3 separate regions of the Anas platyrhynchos genome follow, and all the other regions are linked to region 1. A link is a contact called in public Hi-C data. All regions are on one chromosome and are shown on one strand. Each heading gives the region's core, a stretch centred on a gene start, on an enhancer-like site or on the middle of the called end of the contact. The rest is flanking DNA. Distances are from core to core; before and after follow the strand shown.

Region 1 (3,786 bases), core at 752-3,251:
AATCCCTATTTATGGAAATACCAAAATCTGACTGTATGCAGACCTGGACATCCTGCTCTAGTGGAACGTTCTTGAACAGAGGGTTGGAGTACATGATCTCAACAGGTCCCTTCCAACCTAAATTAGTCTGTGGTTCTGAGCCATGGGAAAGAGAACCCAACCACTTGTGATTGTTCCTAAATTCTTACAAACTAAGAGATGCTCTGTATTATTAAGCAGAGTAAGTTAGCTTTTCCTTCCGTTCTTCCTCACCAGGCTTTTTAGTCTGGAGTTCAGGAAAGAAAAGAGAGGTCCTGGATATCTGAGGTGAATTGATCCCTCAGGAGAATCATAAAGAAGCTTGAAATATGGTGAATTTTAACACATTACTTTTAGCAAAAGCAGGAAAATCAAGTGTTGGTGTTCTGGCCAAATTCCAGTGTACTCACTGGTGTGTGTTGACTCATAAAGTTTATATTTAAGCTGTTAGGGTTTTTTGTACGTACATGGCGATTTCATTTCAGTAGTGGCTGAAGTGGTAGCTGCATAGTTTTTGCTATAATAATTCTTTTCAGCTCGATATTGCTGGTCAGGGTAGCAGGAACGTTATGTGTGCTGGTTGGGTTGTAAGGCAGCTCTGAGTGCAGTGTGCAGGTGAAGCTTCTGTTTTGTCTGCTGTGTCTAATTGGCACAATTCAGCCACCCAAGTGTTCAGACACCATTTTCTGCTTGGCTCTAGAGGTTTGTTTTCAAAAGCCAGTACCAACGTTAGCTAATCTCCAAATAATTGTATAGAGGGTAAATGTTTTACTTAGCTAGAAGTGGAGGCAGAGATTGTAACACATGTAACATAGACATTTGGGATCAGAACTGGTGCTGAAATTAAGGGATTCCAGCCTTCCAATTCCAGCATTTAGTCATCTAAAAGAAATTTCCTGTTCTTTGTATCTCTTAGACTTTATCAAATTTAGTTTGACCAAGGCTCGTTGTTTTATAATAAAGCGAAGAATATATGAGAAGGGCAATGTTTCCCAGAAAAAGCCACCAGGACAATGTCACTACAGATAATTGTAACATCACACAGACCTCATACAAAAATCTTCTTTTGTCTTCTGTAATAGGATGAATCAGGACTCTGGCTAGAGCTAATCAACAACTTTCAATATTTCAGTTTTAAAAATAAGTGATTGATGCAAAATAGCAGGGAACGGTAAGCATTATGCCGTGGTCAGAGGCAGTTTGCCAATTTTATAGCTGCAATAATGAAATGCATAGGAGAATTAGATTATAATGAACTAAAGGACTAAGTCATTGCTGAGAATTGGGATGAGGCAAGTGGAATTTTTCTGTTCAAGGGTGATTTGGCTTTGGAGAAATTGCTAAAGTCTTGCCTGTGAAATTACATGGATGCTGAGTTACAAATCTGTTTACCACAGCAATGGGCTCTGTTACGTGCTGTGTACAAAATTACTTGCAGCTGCCTTGCACCTTCTCTAAGTGATCTTGCTAGGACCAAGTCATCATGTCCAGTAGGTGTTGGTCTTCTAAATAGAAAGACTGGAAGCAAAAAAAAACAAAACACAAATTAGTGACTTTGCACCTGATACCACAGACGTGAAATGGCTTTCTCCAGGAAAAGTTTTAACAGTAGATGGCAGCAGATACTGCAGGATGTTCTGCAGCTCTCTAACCCGGCTTATTTTTCCTTTTCTTGTAAAGGTTGTGTCATAACAAACAAACAAAGGTATATCTTCCAGAACCTCCTTTTCCCCACGCTGAGGTAAGTAAACCACAGTCTTGCTGTTTGCTGAGATCTCAGAGCGAGTGGGTTTCTGGAACACAGCCCTGTGTGGCTGTTGTTTTTCTAGTGATATGCCTATTCCATAGCTTTGTGGCATTATTCATGCAAGATTTTTTTTCTCTTCTTTCCATTGATTAATTTAGGAACATGGGGGAGGAATGAATGATGGTGTTCCCTCAACACAAAAATTATCACCGTGTTTATTTCAGCGTATATCTTACATACGCTTGCCTGTTTTACTGCCTCCCCCGCAGAAGGCTATCTGGCGTACACATGGACGAATGTTTGCTCTTATCAGGCTGCAACCACAAATATTCCCTTTGTCCAAGCAGTTTATTTCAAAGTCTGTAAAACTAAGAGCTGGTTATCAGAGTCAGCTTAGTCATCCCAGCTCCTGCCTCCTTAGCTGAAGCAGGCACCATGTTGTCTGCTGGTATCTTGAAATAGGGAGGTGATATAAGAAAGTTAAAGCTTGTGGTACTCAGTGGTGTCACTGGCAATTTTACATGAAATGATCTGAGCTAGCATCTTTGTGAAGCAAAGAGGAGTAAGGTGGGGGGATGTACCCTGCATCAAAATGCATAGTTTGAGGGGAAGTTCTAGCCATCCAGTCAATAAATAAACATTTATGCCTTCAGAGTTATCTCTCTCATCAAGAAAAGAAATCTGGTATTTCCTCTACTGGGAACAGGTAGATTTCTGACTGAAGTAAGTGGGAGGTAGGCTGGGAATGGAAGAGATGGGACTGAGAAATAATTTTGGCTAAATCCTACTCCTGCGAGACAGCCAACCACTTGGGGCATGCAGTCTCAGAAAACTGGCTCTCTTAGTTCCTCAGATCAAAACTGTTAGATAGGATGTGGAGTAGCCATTGCAGGTTTAAAAGATGCTCTTTCAGGCATTGTTTTGTTTTCCTCTGGGGCAACTTGTCCAGGGATTTGTTCTGGTAATTGCCATTGCCCATCATAGATATCATCTGTAGGTGATTCAAGGGCATTATTAGAAGTAGGATCTGACCAGAAACCCTCGCTCTTTCCACAAGCTTGAATGCATTTCAAGGAGGATATGCAATGAATTATGAATAATCTGTTTCCAAGAATAATGCAGGCTGGAGGGCACACCTTTCTTGTAACCAAAAATCTCGTTCACACCAATAAATCAGCCCCAAATCCTGATCTCTGCATAGGAGACTCTGTAGCCATGTTGTTGTCTATGCTTTATAATTTCCCCTGCATTTCTGCTTTCCATGCTTTTCTTGTTGATCCACAGTATCTTTGGTTTCACTGACTCCTATGTTTTACCAAAAGCATTGTTTCAAAATTGTACTTCACAATATGCACTGGAACTGGCAGGTTTAAGTGAAAACCCTTCCAAAAATGAGAAGCCAAACATGCGCTGTCAAAGGGTGGATTAATTAAGCCATTGTACATGACGGGTCTTTATGTTTGTAGAGTGATAACTGTGTCCTCTAATTTTTAGGACATTTTATGTTCTCCAGAGGCCTGTTGATAATGAGATTTTGCCAAATTATTGTTTATCTGTTGAGGCATTGCTCAGTGCTCCATGTGTAGATCAAGGTAATTATCTAGGAAAAGACTCCGAGCGGTGGATAACAGATTGGCTTCCTCGTGACAAAATGAAGAGCACAGAGGGAATAACGTGACTGCTACAGGTACAGGCTTTGCTTGACAAGGCCAAATCATACATGTTATAGCCCACAAAGCTAGGGACATTTTATCCTGAGATGCACAAACAGCTTTCTCTAGACCCATGAATGTCATTTCTAGGGAGCCATCCCTAAGCTTCCTACATTTTTGCCTAAGGGTTCCCTTAAATGTGCTAAATGACACCAGGCGGTGTGCATCCACATCCCTGTGGCTCCCAAACTATTAAGTGACTATTAAATGCTGTTAAATTATTAAACTATTAAATACCCTGAGGCATTCCAGCGCTGAATTGCTGTCTGAAGTAAGTACTGCACGTTTCACAGCACGTCATCGAACGCC
Region 2 (3,786 bases), core at 574-3,073, 230 kb after region 1:
ACCTGAGGCCATTCCCTCTGTTATTTGTGATTTGTTATTTGTGATCAGAGCAATATTATTCGCCCATCTACAAGAAGGGCCGGAGGGCTGACCCGGGGAACTACAGGCCGGTCAGTTTGACCTCAGTACCAGGGAAGCTCATGGAGCAGATCCTCTTGGGAGTCATCATGCGGCACTTGAAGGGCAAGCAGGCGATCAGGCCCAGTCAGCATGGGTTTATGGAAGGCAGATCCTGCTTGACGAACCTGATCTCCTTCTACGACAAAGTGACGCGCTGGGTGGACGAGGGAAAGGCTGTGGATGTGGTCTACCTTGACTTCAGCAAGGCTTTTGACACCGTCTCCCACAGCATTCTCCTCAAGAAACTGGCTGCTCATGGCTTGGACTGGCGTATGCTTTGTTGGGTTAGAAACTGGCTGGATAGCCGGGCCCAAAGAGTTGTGGTAAATGGAGTCAAGTCCAGTTGGAGGCCAGTCTCTAGTGGCGTCCCCCAGGGCTCAGTGCTGGGGCCGGTCCTCTTTAACATCTTCATCAATGATCTGGACAACGGCATTGAGTGCACCCTCAGTAAGTTCGCAGATGACACCAAGCTAGGTGCGTGTGTCGATCTGCTCGAGGGTAGGAAGGCTCTGCAGGAGGATCTGGATAGGCTGCACCGATGGGCTGAGGTCAACTGCATGAAGTTCAACAAGGCCAAGTGCCGGGTCCTGCACCTGGGGCGCAATAACCCCAAGCAGAGCTACAGGCTGGGAGACGAGTGGTTGGAGAGCTGCCAGGCAGAGAAGGACCTGGGAGTGATGGTGGACAGTCGGCTGAATATGAGCCAGCAGTGTGCTCAGGTGGCCAAGAAGGCCAACGGCATCCTGGCTTGTATCAGAAACACTGTGACCAGCAGGGCTAGGGAGGTGATCGTCCCCCTGTACTCGGCTGTGGTGAGGCCGCACCTCGAGTACTGTGTTCAGTTTTGGGCCCCTCGCTACAAGAAGGACATCGAGGTGCTTGAGCGGGTCCAAAGAAGGGCGACGAAGCTGGTGAGGGGCCTGGAGAACAAGTCCTATGAGGAGCGGCTGAAGGAGCTGGGCTTGTTCAGCCTGCAGAAGAGGAGGCTCAGGGGCGACCTTATCGCTCTCTACAGATACCTTAAAGGAGGCTGTAGAGAGGTGGGGGTTGGCCTGTTCTCCCATGTGCCTGGTGACAGGATGAGGGGGAATGGGCTAAAGTTGTGCCAGGGGAGTTTTAGGTTAGATGTTAGGAAGAGCTTCTTTACTGAAAGGGTTGTGAGGCACTGGAACGGGCTGCCCAGGGAGGTGGTGGAGTCACCATCCCTGGAAGTCTTCAAAAGACGTTTAGATGTAGAGCTTAGGGATATGGTTTAGTGGGGACTGTTAGTGTTAGGTTAGAGGTTGGACTCGATGATCTTGAGGTTTCTTCCAACCTAGAAATTCTGTGATTCTGTGATTCTGTGATCTCCGATGTCTTTCCCAACCCTAAAAACTCCCCAATTCTCTGATAAACTCCTCCCCTGGTGCCCCACAGGCCTCCTGCCTCCCCCCTGCCCGACCCGCGCCGCTCCTCCTGCTCACAGAGAGACTTGGGGCTTTTGGTCAGATTTGAACATTTTCTTTATTATCGGGATTTGGCGTTTAAATGCTTTGCTACCACCTAGCGCCGGAGGGGAGAAGGGGCCGGGGGGGAGCCAGGGCCTGGCGGCTCTGGGGGCAAGCGGCTGTGGTGCGGCTTGTGGGGGGGGGGCATTCGGGCACCTGAAATTTCACCCAAAACCACAAAAATATCAACAAAACTGAGTGAAATGTGACGAAAACAAAACGAAATGTGAATAAAAGGGAGGAAAATTTCCTTCGAAAATCAAAACGCTTTACGGCAGCGCTGCCGGCCGGGCGACGCTTTCGCGACCGGGCGGCCTCGCTTGGTGGCAGCGGCTGGGGCCGTGAGGGAGCCATGGGGCGGCGGCGGGCAGGTACCGGGGGTGTCCTTATCGGTGTCGTTATCGGTTTTGGTATCGTTATCGGGATCGGGATCGGTCAGATCGGGCCGCCCGGGGAGCTGCGGGTCCCCCCCTGGCAGCGCCCAAGGCCGGGCTGGATGGGGCTGGGGGCAGCCGGGGCTGGGGGCTGGGGTTGTGCCTATGGGAAGGGGCTGGGATTTGATGAAATTTTAAGGCCCTTTCTGACCCAAAATCACTCCACAGTTTTGTGAACGCCTCCCCGGTGCTGTGCTTGGGTTGGGTCAGCTCTGCCCAGTTTGGTGCCTGGTTAAAACACCAGGCACCGACACTTTCTGGTGTAAAGTGAACTTCACAACCTAAAATAAGCACCTTTGGGGTCAGATCGCGTAATAGCAATGTTTCTCTTCTCCTAAAGCTGGTATGGAATAAATATAAACAAAAAATCCAGTGTGCACAACGCAGACCCTCAGTGAGGCCCTCAGGGGGGAAGCTCCAATGTTATTTGCATTGAACCCCCTGCGTGTGTCTGAGGAGCAGAGGTTATGGGGTTATCTCCTCAAAAAGTTATCTTATGTCAAAGATTATTATCTTATTAAGGGTTATTATCCTTTGGGGTTATGCCTGGCTGCTTCGCTGTCCCCCAGAGGATGTGTTTTGGTCCTTGCCACGTGTGCTGGCAGCATCAGATTAACCTGCTGATGGCGTTGAGCTTCCACTGACTGTTTGTGGCTGTTGTGCGCATCACTTTGATGGAAGACCATAGAGATTGTCCTAAAAGCCAAAAAAAATGATGATAGGAGGCAATGAGTGTCACTTGCTGCCAGTCAGGAGTGATGCGCAGTGGCAAAATGTCCTTTGGAGGGAACAGTGCCCTGAAATGGTGGGGAATATGAAAAATGAGGCACCCGGATTGTCACAGGTGACAAAGCAGTGGGTATACACGGGGTTTGTTTTGTTCCTGTTTCAGGAGATCTCAGCCATGCGGAACTGATGATGATGACAATAGCTGACATCATAAAACAACTAATTGAAGCTCACGAGCAGGGAAAAGACGTGAATCTGAACAAGTAAGTCACTGTGGGATGACACTGAGGAACTGGTCCACCAGTGTTGATCATGACCTGTACAGTCGTTTGTGTTTGGCCTTTAGTTTACAAAGTTTTATTTTCACAGCCTACTGTCATTTCTCTTGCCATAACCATCATAGAATCATCACAGAATGGCTCGGGTTGGAAGGGACCTCAGAGACCACCCAGTTCCAGCCCCCCTGCCATGGGCAGGGCCACCTCCCTCTAGATCAGGTTGCTCAAAGCCACATCCAACCTGACCTTGAACACCTCCTGTGAGAAATATCTTTGGTTCTCACAATGGGGCATCCCCAACCTCTCTGGGCAACCCGTGCCAGTGCCTCACTGCCCTCTGAGTGAAGAATTTCCTCCTAACCTCTAATCTATATTTCCCCTCTTTTCGTTTAAAACTATTCTCCCTTGTTCTGTTGTTACCTGATGGAGTAAAGAGTCCCTTTCCATCTTTTTTATAAGCTCATCTTTTTTATAAGTACTGTCAGGGAAAATAGAGATTAATTTATAGATCACGTTTACATCAGACATTTTAACAGCATGCTATGAATGAAGTCGCTGTTTACAGAAACTTCTTCCTTCTTTACCTTTCTGGAATAATAAAAACTGAAAAACTGAACTTCTCCCAGTGTATTTCAGTTACATATATAATTGTAAACATTGTGCTGATGCTGGAAATAATTTGTATAAATGTTTTAGAAATGAACTGAGAGCTTGCATACATAGATTCATCGGATGGAA
Region 3 (3,786 bases), core at 787-3,286, 130 kb after region 1:
GGGGGAAAAGAACAGCTCCAGGAACATCCCTTCATTTTTAGGGAATTATCAACCCCTTCCCCCAGCTGATCACCTCCAGGGAAGTGACAAGAGAGGTAATAAAGGCAAACGGGGCTGGAAATCCCAAAGGGAGAGCAGGGAAATAGAAGAGATTAGGGAAATAACCGTCAGCCTTCAATCATAACACACCCCACGGCCACAAAACCCTTCTCGGGATGTCCCGGGGACCAAATCACCGCAGCCACGAGCACGGATGGAGGTGATAAAGGAGGAGAGGGTCCCTCACATTCGTGTTTCGGCTGTGTATGACTGATTTTGGGGCAGGAAAGTGGGAAAAAAAGCAAAGACAGGAGCCAAACCAGAGCAATTCCGTAATTTGCTGCTAAATGTCAAACTTTTCTGCAGGGATTATGAGGTTTCCCCCTCCCCCAAAGCACACATCCTGGTCCCGGGTCTACAGAATTGGGGATGGGGACAGGGAGAGAAATATCTCAGGGTTTTGGGGTTTTTATGGGCACCCTTCCCAGGGGCACGACCTACACCGCCTCCCCCCACGGACAGCATCCTCCAGCCCCCAGCACAGAAATGTTTCCTTAGCAGGGGGGTTTAGCCAAATCTCTGGTTTTTAGACCAGAAACCAGGTCAGAGCCTCCCCCTCTTCTCCAAATCCTCCTGGATCCCCAAAATCTCCCCAGGGGAAGGGAGAAACCCACAGAGGCCGAGCCTCCGCTCCGGGGGATGCTCACAGGGGGCTCCGAGGCCCTTTGAAAGCAGCCAATTTTCCCCCAAATCCCCAAATTCACAGCAACATTCACCTCAATGTGTGCAGCCGCCTGCACGCAGCGGGACCGCCAGGCACGAGTTAACCCCAACTTCGCTTGTTTTTGACCCAAAATCCCCCCCAAGGAGCAGCAGCCCCCAGCCCTCGCCCCGAGCACCCAAATCGATGGGGAGGGGATGGGGGGGGAAATGTCCAAGGGATGGGTGGGGGGAGGCTGAAAAAGTGAGAAAATGGGGTGAAAGAAAGCAAAAGAAAGGGGTGAAATAGAAAAAGGATGAAAAAAGGGTGAAATAAGGTAAGAGAAAAGGGGTGAAATAGATGAAATAAGAGAAAAGGGGTGAAATAAGTAAGCAAAGTAAAAGAAAGGGGGTGAAATAGATGAAGTAAGAAAAATGGGGTGAAATAAATAAATAAGGTAAGGGAAAGGGGGTGAAATAGATGAAAGAAAAGGAAAATCGGTGAAATAAGGTAAGAGAAATGGGGTGAAATAATTAAAGGAAGAGAAACGGGGTGAAAAAGTACTAGAAAATGGGTGAAATGGATGAAGTAAGAGAAAGGGGGTGAAATAAATAAGAAAAAGGGGTGAAATAGATAAAGTAGGAGAAAATGGGTGAAATAAAGTAAGAAAAAGGGGGTGAAAAATGTAACAGAAAGAGGGTGAAATAGGTAAAATAAAAGAAAAGGGGTGAAATAAAGAGGAATTGGGTGGAATAAAGTAAGAGAAAGGGGGGTGAAATGGATAAAGTAGGAGGAATCGGGTGAAATAAGGTAAGAGAAGCGGGGTGAAACAACCGCAGCACCCCAAGGAAGGCGAACCGACAAAAATGCGGTGAAATCCATAAAATCGGGCAAATCAGGCGAGGCGGGGAAAGTACCGTGAACGCGTAAATAACACGCGAGAAGCGGAAAAAAGAATTGAAGTAAAAGGTCAAATTCAAACCTAACCCGGTAAATAAACAAACGGACGCGACGAGAGTGGGAAAAAAATAATAAAAAGGGAAAAAATCAAAGCCGGGGCCGCGCTTACCTGGGGCGGGCGGGGGCTGCGCGGGGCTCCGCGCTCACCCCGCGGCCGCGGCCCGCCGAGCGGAGCCGAACCCAGCCGAGCGGTTCCGAGCGGTTCCGAAGGGTTCCGAACCCGGCCGAGCGGTTCCGAGCCCGGCCGAGCGGAGCCGAAGCGGTTCCGAGCGGAGCCGAACGGAGCCCGAAGGCAGGAGGCGCGCGGAGCCCGCGGCCGTCCCGCTGCATTGTGGGAGGAGGCGGCGAGGCCGCGCCGCCAGCGCCCTCTGGTGGCCGAGCCGCAAAATGGCGGCCGGGGGGGATTAGTGATTAAAGGGGGTAATTAGCGAGGCTGGGAGGGGTAATTAGTGAAACCGGGGGGCATTGGGGCAGCTGGGAGGGGTAATTAGTAAGGCTGGGGGGTAATTAGTGGAGTTGGGGGGGTATTTGGTGCAGCTGGAGGGTAATTAGTGCAAATGGGGGGGGGAAATATTGAAGTTGGGGGGTAATTAATGAGGCTGGGGGTAATTAATGCAGATGGGAGGGGTAATTAGTGAAGCTGGGGGTAATTGGTGCAGCTAGGAGGGGTGATGAGTGAAGTTGGGGGTAATTGGTGGAGCCGGGAGGGGTAATTAGTGAAGTAGTGGGTAATTGGTGCAGCTAGGAGGGGTAATTAGTGAAGCTGGGGGGTAATTAGTGCAACCGGGGGGCAGTTAATGCAGCTGAGAGGGGTAATTAATGAAGCTAGGGGGTAATTAGTGCAGCCAGGGGGCAATTAATGCAGCTGAGAGGGGTAATTAGTGAAGCTGGAGGTAATTAATGCAGCTGTTAGGGGGTAATTAGTGCAGCCCGGGGGCACTTAATGCAGCTGGGAGGGGCAATTAGTGAAGTTTAGGGCAATTAATGCAGCTGGGGGTAATTAATGCAGCTGAGAGGGGGTAATCAGTGCAGCGGGGGGGTAATTAGTGCAGCTGAGAGGGGTAATTAGTAAAACTGGATGCAATTTATGCATCTGGGAGGGTTAATTAGTGAAGCTGGGGGTAATTAGTGGGGGTAACTAGTGCAGCTAAGGGTAATTAGCGTGGCTCTGGGGTAACTAAGGCACCTGGGGGTAATTAATTAATGCAACTGGGGTAATCAATGCAGCTGGGGTACCTAATACAGCTGGAGTAATTAATACAGCTCTAGGTACTCTAATTAGTGCAGCTGGGGGCAATTAATACAACTGGGGTAATTAGTGCAGCTGGGGGTAATTAATTCAACTGGGGTAAGTAGTGTAGCTGGGTAATTAATGCAGCTGGGGCAATTAATGCAGTTGGGGTGGGCAATTAAAACATCTGGGGAAGTGATGTAGCTGGGGGTAATTAATGCAGCTGGGGTGGGTAATTAATGCAGCTGGGGTAAGTAATTAATGCAGCTGGGGGATAATTAGAGCAGCTAGAGGTAAAAATGCAGCTGGGGGCAATAAATACAGCTGGGGTGGGCAATTAATGCAAGTGGGGGTAATTAGAGCCGCTGGGGTGGCTAATTAATGCGGCTGTGGGGCAAATAATGCAGCTGGAGGGGTGATTAATGAGACTGGGGGCAATTAATGCATCTGGAGGCTAATTAATGCAGCTGGAGGGCAATTAATGCAGCTGGGGAGGGGAATTGGTGCAGCTGGGGGGCGATGAATGCAGCGGGGTGAGTTCGTGCGGCTGAGGGCAATTAGTACAGCTGGGGGGTAATTAACATGATGGGGGTAATTAGAGCAGCTGGGGGGGCAATTAGTGCAGCTGGGGGCAATTAATGCAGCTGGGGAGAAATAATCGAGGAGAAAGGGGGTGAAAAAGGTGAAGCTGAGCCCCACGAGGAGCCTCTGGGGCAGCTCCTGGGGACCTGGTGGGGAGTTTAATGTTTTTCCTTTAATTTTAACCTTTTCCCTTCAATTTTAACCGTTTTTATTTAATTTTAACTTTTTTCCCTTTGATTCCCATCAGCTCGTCGGTGCTGGCAGCGCCGGATCC

Evidence for each region. A called contact is a pair of places that touch in the nucleus more often than the background predicts.
Region 2: a contact with region 1 is called in a Hi-C map of subcutaneous adipose tissue, with 3 times the contacts expected there. The contact joins the promoter of ELP3 here to the enhancer-like site in region 1. A contact is called at or near these places in 2 of 8 Hi-C or Micro-C datasets (liver and subcutaneous adipose tissue).
Region 3: a Hi-C map of skeletal muscle shows a contact between it and region 1, with 5 times the contacts expected there. The contact joins the promoter of EXTL3 here to the enhancer-like site in region 1. A contact is called at or near these places in 4 of 8 Hi-C or Micro-C datasets (liver, skeletal muscle and subcutaneous adipose tissue).

The regions. Positions count from the first base shown.
Region 1 is chr3:118,755,305-118,759,090 of IASCAAS_PekinDuck_T2T, forward strand. INTS9 (integrator complex subunit 9) reads left to right here. Exons shown (of 17, transcript XM_027455431.3): 11 at 1,699-1,759. Among named protein-coding and RNA genes, the nearest start is that of INTS9, 36 kb to the left of the region's middle. Within about 2 kb of position 2,002, at least 2 of the 8 cell types and tissues checked have an H3K27ac peak or open chromatin away from gene starts, as enhancers often do.
Region 2 is chr3:118,987,811-118,991,596 of IASCAAS_PekinDuck_T2T, forward strand. ELP3 (elongator acetyltransferase complex subunit 3) reads left to right here and starts at 1,824. Exons shown (of 15, transcript XM_072036589.1): 1 at 1,824-1,978; 2 at 2,934-3,033. The coding sequence starts at 1,960.
Region 3 is chr3:118,889,160-118,892,945 of IASCAAS_PekinDuck_T2T, forward strand. EXTL3 (exostosin like glycosyltransferase 3) reads right to left here and starts at 2,037. Exons shown (of 9, transcript XM_038177715.2): 1 at 1,809-2,037. LOC140002274 (a long non-coding RNA gene) reads left to right here. Exons shown (of 8, transcript XR_011808622.1): 3 at 1-95; 4 at 3,760-3,786.